2 separate regions of the Ostrinia nubilalis genome follow, and region 2 is linked to region 1. The links are chromatin contacts, called in public Hi-C maps. All regions are on one chromosome and are shown on one strand. The core of a region is the stretch at or near the end of the contact, and the rest is flanking DNA. Distances in the headings are between cores, read along the strand shown. Region 1 holds the start of LOC135078504 (enhancer of split mbeta protein-like). Region 2 holds the start of LOC135078510.

The links. A called contact is a pair of places that touch in the nucleus more often than the background predicts.
Region 2: a contact with region 1 is called in a Hi-C map of whole larva, with 4 times the contacts expected there. The contact joins the promoter of LOC135078510 here to the promoter of LOC135078504 in region 1. A contact is called at or near these places in 2 of 5 Hi-C or Micro-C datasets (whole body and whole larva).

The regions. Positions count from the first base shown.
Region 1 is chr15:10,902,261-10,906,862 of ilOstNubi1.1, reverse strand. LOC135078504 (enhancer of split mbeta protein-like) reads left to right here and starts at 2,825. Exons shown (of 1, transcript XM_063973045.1): 1 at 2,825-3,848. The coding sequence starts at 2,886. The coding sequence ends at 3,485.
Region 2 is chr15:11,056,624-11,061,225 of ilOstNubi1.1, reverse strand. LOC135078510 reads right to left here and starts at 2,040. Exons shown (of 3, transcript XM_063973051.1): 1 at 1,661-2,040. The coding sequence starts at 1,778. It overlaps LOC135078509 (transcription factor HES-4-A-like), which reads right to left. Exons shown (of 3, transcript XM_063973050.1): 3 at 3,404-4,602. The coding sequence ends at 3,731.

The sequences.
Region 1 (4,602 bases), core at 1,576-4,075:
AAAAAATACCCTGTTAATAACCGGATCTGATCCAATGAGTTTCCCACCGCGAGGAAGTCGCAAAAACTGCGCCAACGCAGGATTTACCGAAGCCCCTCGTATGCGCGAGAAAAACCTATCGCAAAAACGAGAATGAGATTTTTATTCTAATTGAACATGAACATGCATTAAGCGTGTGAAATCGTCGCTGAAAATGATATTTAAAGATGTTTTTTCAATGAATTTTTAATGAGCGGAATTGTTTATAAGGCTTGTTTTCGATTTATACGAATAAAATTGTTCCTTCTATTTATACTACTTTAAAAAACTAAAAAATAAGATTTTATTCAGGATTTTTATGTAGTTTTTTTATGTATTTTTAATAGCATGACATCATATTGTAAATTGACAGACAGTACACACAATATCAGGCTCTAATGAAGATGTAGAGTCAACTTTGCAAGTCAAACGGACGAATAGGTCGTCGCCAAGTTCATGTTTGTTTGATTACGTGTTCCTAGAATTGACACAACTGCTAACGAACTATGAATATCCACGTGCTGGAATTTGTTTAGAAAATTGTAATACTATGAGATAGATGGTATACTAACCCTTAAATAAAACTTATTGATCTAAACAGTAATGTAAAGACCGTTGTATTCTCTGTAAGGAGTTTTTAAAGTCTACCCTACACTCCTAGTCCCACCACTGCAATTTATAGCTAAGATGACTGCTTGACCCCAATGAAACCAAATCAAAGATGTTTTGGGAGAAATACTAATTGTTTACAATCAAGTTTTATACAAATTACGTATTTGCATTTTCGAGATAACAAAGTGTACCTAACATTTAAAAATATAATATGTTTACAACCTACATTGTCCAACTATCGTAATATAACGTCGTAGTTTAAATGATAACATTTCTTTTTTGTTTTCAGAGTTCGTTGTCTTCCATCTTATTTGTAGAGCTATCATCGATTAGTTGGTTCAGTACATCACTAATCCCATGTCCCATAATAATAAATTGAGATAACTCCAGAGTGTTAATGTGGGTGTTTACGGAGAAAAAACAGTTATCGGGTGTCGCCCGAGGTGCGTAGGCGCAACCCACGCGCCTTATAAAATCCTGCGTACAATTAAGGTTACCCCTTAAATGATTGATGTAAAACTCTCTTTTTTTAAATTAGGACTGTGAAATATCTATATCAGATTAAAAATAGATAATACCTAAGTATAATCTACGTCACCTTCTATAAAGCCAGTCATGTTGACGAAAATCATATGCAATGACATGAATAAGGAAACATAGTTGTAAATAAAAGAACATGGACTTTGAACGTGGATAGTTTTTAGAAATGTAAAAACAGATCCGATATTAGACGATCTACGTCAATACGATTTAGCATAAATACTTGATAAAATTAAAATTGACTGTTGAGCTCTATTCGTGGGGCTCTACCTATTATGGCCTACTAGAACCGGCGTTGACCGTTTATAGCATTGACGTCAAGAATATAAAAATAGGTACTTTTCAAGCTATAGCGAATTTGATTGATCAAGTAAAAAGTATGAGGTTTATATTTTATCAGTCTCTATATCAAACATAAAAATCTCCAGCCATAACATTCACCTCTTACATGACTTGTTATAAATCCCACGAGTGTTAATATAGCATTAACAATAACAGTATTGTCTGAAGCGTGTACTCTCGGTTCCATCCGCTACCGGCGCCGGCGCTCGCGTTACGCACACATAAGTACGCCCAATTAAACACGCACACAGCTGTTATGGTATCGACGTGACATGTTGACTTTCATTAAGTTCTAAGTCCATGGAAAAATCCTAATGTTAATTGGTTAGAGCTAAGTTTGACCCGAATCATTTTGGCGCTAAACATACCCAAATGTGATCTAATGTTTTCAGAAAAATAATTAATGTGCTCTTTTAAAGTCAGTAACCCACAAGAAGTGTGTTTACTAGCACTGTAATACATTATTATGTTAATACAAATTATTCATAATTCTAATCCAAAGTCAATCAAAATAATCCTATCATTATAATCCTTTACGCACGTACTCATAACAGCTCTTTATTTCAGGCCAATCATTAAGTGAGTTCCTATCTAGGGCGGGATCGGTCAGCAATTTCATCTGTCAATAATTATTACAACGCATAATCCGTGATTGATTGAACAGTAGCCAGTTGGACACAAATTGAGGCGACCATTGTGCTACCGCGGCTTGATTTATCATCCGACTCGCTTGCGACACAGTAATAATTAGACCCGCATCAATTAGAAGAATGAAGAAATAAGCCGCTTAGAAAGTATTAAGTCTGCTACGGCAGGCCTACGAATCTGCTACGAAATTCGTAGAGCCAAAAATCTATTTCGCTCAGTTTTACAAAACCTTGTCACCTATTAAAAATAAGAGGTACTTAAATGTTTACCTACATAAATATTTCTTAAGGAAAATTGATAGAAGTGACTAATCGTAAGGCATCAGATCTTCACGATTGAATATTCAACATTAGTAGTGAACAAGACACGGTAGAGTCAACACTCTACCTCTAAATTCTAAACCCACGCACTAAAACACAGCGCTAGATTTTCTAATCCGCGCTCCTAACCTAGGCGATCGGTAGCGACATAGATTGAGTGAATTGTGCGCGGCAGGCGTCGCGGCGTGCGCCCGCGCCGGCGATTGTTTACGGCGCGCACGCGCGGGCGCTCGTGGTCCCCGCGCCCCGCCGGCAGCTGCTCGGCCAGCACAGGTGGCGCGTGTGGGAACTCGGCAACTCCGTGCGTTCCCACGATCCGCTCCCTATATAAACCCCCGCCCGGCGCGCCAACCGCATTCCGCGTTCAACGCTCAACGCAAACACACGCACTCACAACACTCAACCATGTCTTACGAGATCGCTTACTCGCTCGCAGACGACGGCCCGCAGCCCGTCTCGCGCACTTACCAATATCGCAAAGTGATGAAGCCGATGCTCGAGCGCAAACGCCGCGCTCGCATCAACCGCTGCCTCGATGAACTCAAGGAGCTGATGGTCAGCGCCCTTCAGTCGGAAGGCGAAAACGTCGCTAAACTGGAGAAAGCTGATATTCTGGAATTGACCGTTCGTCATCTGCACAAACTTCGCCGCCAGCGTCGCCTGTCACTCAACCCGACTGTGGACGCCGACCGCTTCCGTGCTGGATTTACTCACGCCGCAAACGAAGTGTCCCGCTGCCTGGCTTCCATTCCTGGAGTGGACGTGAGGTTGGGAACTCAGCTGATGACACATCTTGGACACAAGCTGAACGATATGCAGCGCGCTGCCGCGGGATCTGACACGCCGCCAGCGAGCCCACCCAGCCCCGCTCTGTCGACCTCCTCATCATCCTCTGGATACGTGAGCCCGTCTCCGCCGGCGTCGCCCGTGCACATGCACACGCCCCTGGACTGCACGACCAGCGCGACCTTCACCAAGGCCCCAGCAGTGTGGAGGCCGTGGTAAGCCGCAGCCCCGGGTCAGGGGGCCGGCTCCGCGGTCACATCTGTTTAGCGCCGTTCGGAGCCGCCGCTCCTCAATGTGTCCACCCTGATCCAAGTTCAGTGTTGCTCATGTGAAGTTGAAGATGACCAGATCTCACGATAAATTAGTGTAGGGAAAATAGTTCGTAAGTTGAACAAGAAGCTTTAATAAAAGTAGCCTATAAGACTATTTGTGATATTAAAGAGTAATAATTATTATTGTATAAGAAATGTTGTATCGAGCCTTACTGAGGTCGCATTGTTATATTTTTATCGTTGAAAAGATTTCACGAATTGTGAACAAGAAGAGAATAAGTTAATGAAAAATATATTATTTCTAACTCTATTTCTGCATTTCAATTATCACCTTTTTACACTAAGTTTGATAACACAATGGGTATACAAAAACTCAAATACACACACACATGTAACACAGTACCAAAAACAAGTGCCTAAAATAAGTAAACAATAAGATAAAGAATTATTATGAAAAATCGGTGGCACGCGAAGAGCTAAGGTCACTGATAAGAGAGTTATCATGTGCCCGAAATAAACTGAAGACGAAAACACATGAAATGAAGACTGTTGAAATGTCAACAAATAGCTAAGGAGGTTAAGGGCATGCACCTATGACACGCCGCGCGCGCTCGGATGGGAACTTTCCTGTTTACGTACTCGCATGTCCGCGCGATACTACGCACGCTGTCATGAATGATACATTGCACAGCGCATTGTATGTAAACGATGACGGTAAGTAAGCGGTCTAGTTAATTGTGCAAACGGAGACTAATGATAGGGCTAATGTGCCAACGTTCTATTAGATGTTTGAAGAAGGGAATCGCGAATTAGTCATTGAAGTAAACGCAAAATTGGCGCCAAACTAAAAGAGATTTTTTTTATCCAAAACCAAATATTTTCAGGAAAATCGTTAATAGGCACATACATTTATCTAGCAAGTAGGTAAAGTGGAGGACAAAATTACATTAAAATTATAGAATCACACATAAATAAAAACGATAAATAATCCTACTAAACATATAATAATGCAATAAAGTTCGGAGGAAATAAAGATTACTTAAGTATAATTCAGAATTATATCT
Region 2 (4,602 bases), core at 791-3,290, 160 kb before region 1:
GGGGCTCAAAGTGGTTCATCTAAATATACGCACGGTGCAGTCCCCTCCCTGGAACTAGGCTTAACATGCTCCCGCATGTCTTGAATGATTGTTAAATGTTGATTTAGTCGATTTTCTCCTGATGGGAACATGTAAGACAAAAACAAAATTTCCAATATTACAGACCTTCTAGAGCAGATGCCGCGAAAACTATACAATTTATAGAAAAACTTGACTATCTTACCTGTAGCAAATTGAATAAGCTTTTTTTGGTTCATAGTAGTCATGTCACTAGGACGCATAGTTTCCGAGGATTAAGCGAAAAACCGAAAAGTGGTACCTTTAAACCCCCCTCTCCCCGCCGGCTCAAGGGCTAAGGGCGGGGACTTTTGCTATGTTCATCTCCTAACTAGTCTAAATAAAGTCCCGAAGTCAAAAATTGTGTTCCACGGTTTTCCATCTATAATGCTTTATTGACTGGACTAATGGACCCGAACAATTTATGGTTTCGGTATTAAAATACTACAATTTTCACGTTTTAAAAGATAACATAATGGTTTCTTGAATATTAACGAGTCGGGTAGATAGAGGAGGTAAAACATATAAGATAACTACACAGTTTAACATCATGCTGACAATGCATGTGTTTTTTTTACTCACTAACAATCAAAGTCCAGTCTTTTGAAGATAATAGCTACCTAATTGGACATTTTGAGTATTGAATTCCATATTTTTATAGCAAACTAATAAAGCTTTTCATAGCAATATTTGCCAGTCATAAAGCATTGCTAGAATATTGCAAAAACAATTTTAACTAATTAACCGGTTTTCAGTAAAGGAGAGATGGATCAAGTTTGAGGTCAATGACCTTTACCAAAAAAATTAGAAGTGAACACGCATTTTACAAAGGGTTTATTCGTTCGCCCGCGAGTCCCTAATAGACCTAATTATTTTTTTGTCCGGCGAATTGACTTCTGGTCACGCCAGGTGTTTTTCAAGTCTAGGCCAGCGCATTTATGTTGATTGAAGCACACGCACTACCTACTGGGTTTTTCAAATTACCTATTTGTGATAATAAATTATAGGCTATTGTTATCTTATAAACAATAATTAGGTTAGTAAGAGGAGGTTTGGTTAATATCTACTTATTATGTAAAAATTACTTAAATGTCCTAGTAAGTAAATGTAAGATAATTAGAATAAAATTGTTTTAAATGTAGGTTACCTAATACCTATCTGTTCTTAGTAGTGAACACGATTCTTTTAACTCGAGAGGGAAGAAGTCAGCTAGTTATGAGATTAATTTGAATTGACCACTGACCAGTCAGAATGGAAGGTAGGTAGGTAATTTTGGTATTTTTGGCATTTGGCTGTACCCTTAGATAGATCTAAGGCTGTACCGCTTTATTAATCTAAGGCTGTACCATAGATTCTAGTTTGATTCTCTTCTACTGTCTCTAAACTCTCTCTTATCAACGTAAGTAAAATGTTGTCTTGTAAAAGATAACATTTACTTTTTAAAGACAATTAATTATAGAGTGTAATTTTCAGCTCCCGACAAAAACCACAGCATGAACTTAAGTTATTTAAGTAGGTAACCTAAATAACGTATTAGGTAGGTATGATAATGTAAACAATAACGTATCGGCTAGACATGAACGATATTAATTCATGAACTGACCTGATATCCTCAAATTTGGATCAGCTGGTGTCGGCACTGGGCCCGGGGTCAACTCAGGGTTCAACTTCCTCAATCCGGCCACCACTCGTGGTGCCGGCGACTGTTCCCCCACGAGCATCTCACAACATTTTACCAATGATCACAACACCACAATCATAACATCACAATTATCACAGCTCTGTAAATCCAAAACTTCAATGGTCGTTGTCAAACTAATCAAAACAACTCAAAATGTAACTGTCAAATCGTTTTTTAAACGTCGAAAAAGTTCGTTAAACGCGCGCGCCTCATTACATTGTTCGTTCACAACCAGTCGCGTTCGACGACTGTCCTGTCAGGCCTGCGCGGCAATGAATGAATGAATTTGATTTGCTTGGGTTGTGCCCGCCCCTCTACCACAATCTACGCTTACTACTAAGAGTAAACAAAAACACGAATGGCGGGCGAAAACGGTTCATCACTGAAGACGTCTAACGCCATCTAGCGGTGAGTAGAATCATTAATCAAAGTTTATTATAATAAATGTACATACACGGTATAAATAGTTTGATGTTTATTCCAGTGATCAAATGGAATAATTATGGTTAAAGTCACTTTATTTCTCATAAGTATAATTAATTAAAATATGATATTATTAATCAAAACATAAAAATGTTAAAACGTCCTGAAGAAACAAATGATAAAAATAATAATATTATACAGACATCTATCGGTGAGTATTATAGTTAATAACCATGCTTTCAAAGCACGCCAATAGTGACATCTGTCTTTCGTAAGCTAAACGAAATGTCTTGTTTTCCACTGCTAGTTTAAGCATAGTGTACTTATATGCTTTTAATTGCAAGTTGTGGATCGCTGATACTTCTTGTAGTCAACAATAGATGGCAGTGTACGTTTCATATTTTCAACGAAAGATGTCGCGATTAGTAATGAAAAAGCTTCACATTTTCGCGCCACCAAAGCATCCTCACGTAGAAATGAATTTTATTAGACATAGGTACCTATCCTATTAAATTAATGTATTTATTTTGTACTTGCATCGAATAAATATTTTTTCTTTCTTTCTAATATTTTTCTATATGTATCTATAGCAATAAACATATTGAGTATTGAGTATTGAGAACTAGCTTTTGACAGTTCTACCAATAGCGTATTGTTTTGTGAATTTAAAACCATAAAGTTAATATTCCTTTTAAAACCTACATTTCTAACTTACTACAATAGTAGAGAACAGCTTGTAGCTAAAATTTTAATATCTGGGCTGGGCGTTCATGGACTCATGGAGGTATTCAATTTTAGTTACTTTTATTATAACTTTAATAATGCAGCAATTTAGATACGAGTAGGTATAAGCAGGCAGGATAAATTATGTAAGTAGGCATGTACCTATACTACTCGTACGTAATTTCTTGAAAAATATAGCTAAAGAATTTTGATTTGTTTTTTTACCCATAAGGTTATAAAATGTGTCAAGAAGATATTTTGAACATTGAAGAATAAGCATAGGTACTTTTTAATCTGCGGTCAGATAAGGTTCTTTTTATCATATTGATTGCATTCAGTAATAAGGAAAATAAAGGTATAGTAGGTAGGTAGTGTACCTACTTACTCTACATTATGTAGGACTATTAGGTAATTAGGTATAAGGAAAGTATCTAGCTGTTACTTAATCATGTTAATATTATTACTACTGGAGTATGGCATCAGTCGATAGGTATTATTATTATGAAATAAAAAATAATGATCTGTTCCGAAATATTATTTATTAAATTATATTTTTTATTTGCGCTTACTATAACAATTTTGCTTTGCGTCACATACAGTCATTGTTCACAATTGGAAGACTTAGTAAAATAAGCTTGATATTTTCATAAAAAGGCATCGAGATCAAACAAATGGCACATAAATAGAATTTGAAATTAAAATACTACATACTAGCATAACCTAAAACACAAACTTAATTAAGGCACGAGTGTAAACAATACGTTACATAAACATACATAAGTTAAAACAAATTAAAGCTTTGTCATGGAAGATACTAATAATATCACATTGATTGGCGAGCGTGTTTCACCAGGGGCGCCACTTGTCCTCATCCGCTGGTGGGCCGTCGCGTTCTTTTTTCTCAGCGTAAAAAGCCTCGAGCTGACGCTTCGCCTCCTCCTGTTTTTTGTACTCCTGGTACTCGATCAATTTCCTCTTCTTTTTTGGTGGTAAGTTGCTGTAATCCATCGGCGATTCGCAGTGTTCCGGAAGACTGGACTCAACTTTGCTCTCGGGTAAAGGCGTCGTGTCTAATTGACTCGAGGTCTGATACGCGACAGGTTTTTTAGGTGAAGCACCCTCTGTAGCCTTCGACGGGGACCTGAACTTCCTCAGGTCCAAGGTATCGTTGCTCGGCATCGGCACGTTGGCAGGCGAGTACTGGTATACGAGATCGTTTTTGCACACTTCGTCTTTGTACAAATATTTTGGTTCGGCCGGCGAATCGGCGCCCATGTTTACATCAACGCCGACCGTGTCGTTACCGCGTTTGTCCATTATGTGCTGTCGGATCTTTTGAAGGATAACATCCTTCGCTTCGGCTGGCACTCTGTTGAAGTAAGCCCCGTTTCTGTGTGTGCTCGCGCCGTGTATTTGTTCAGGGGCGTGTAGAGGCGGTGACAGCTTGTCAACCGTCGTGAGTAGGCCCGCCATCGGTGGGCTTGCTTTGTGAGGTAATCTGGGGTTTGGTCGAGAATTATATGCCCATTGCTTAGACGCGCCATCGCCGGAGTAAACGGAATCTTCGGCATCGGAAGAGGAGCGTTCATGGTCGCTGTAGTAGTGCTGTCTGTCGGACACCACGGAAGATGGGGACGTGGGTGGTGAAAATGGAGGCCTATCTGGTACTTGTATCGTGAGCGGCTGTGCCGTTATCAGTCGTGATAGGTGACTGATTA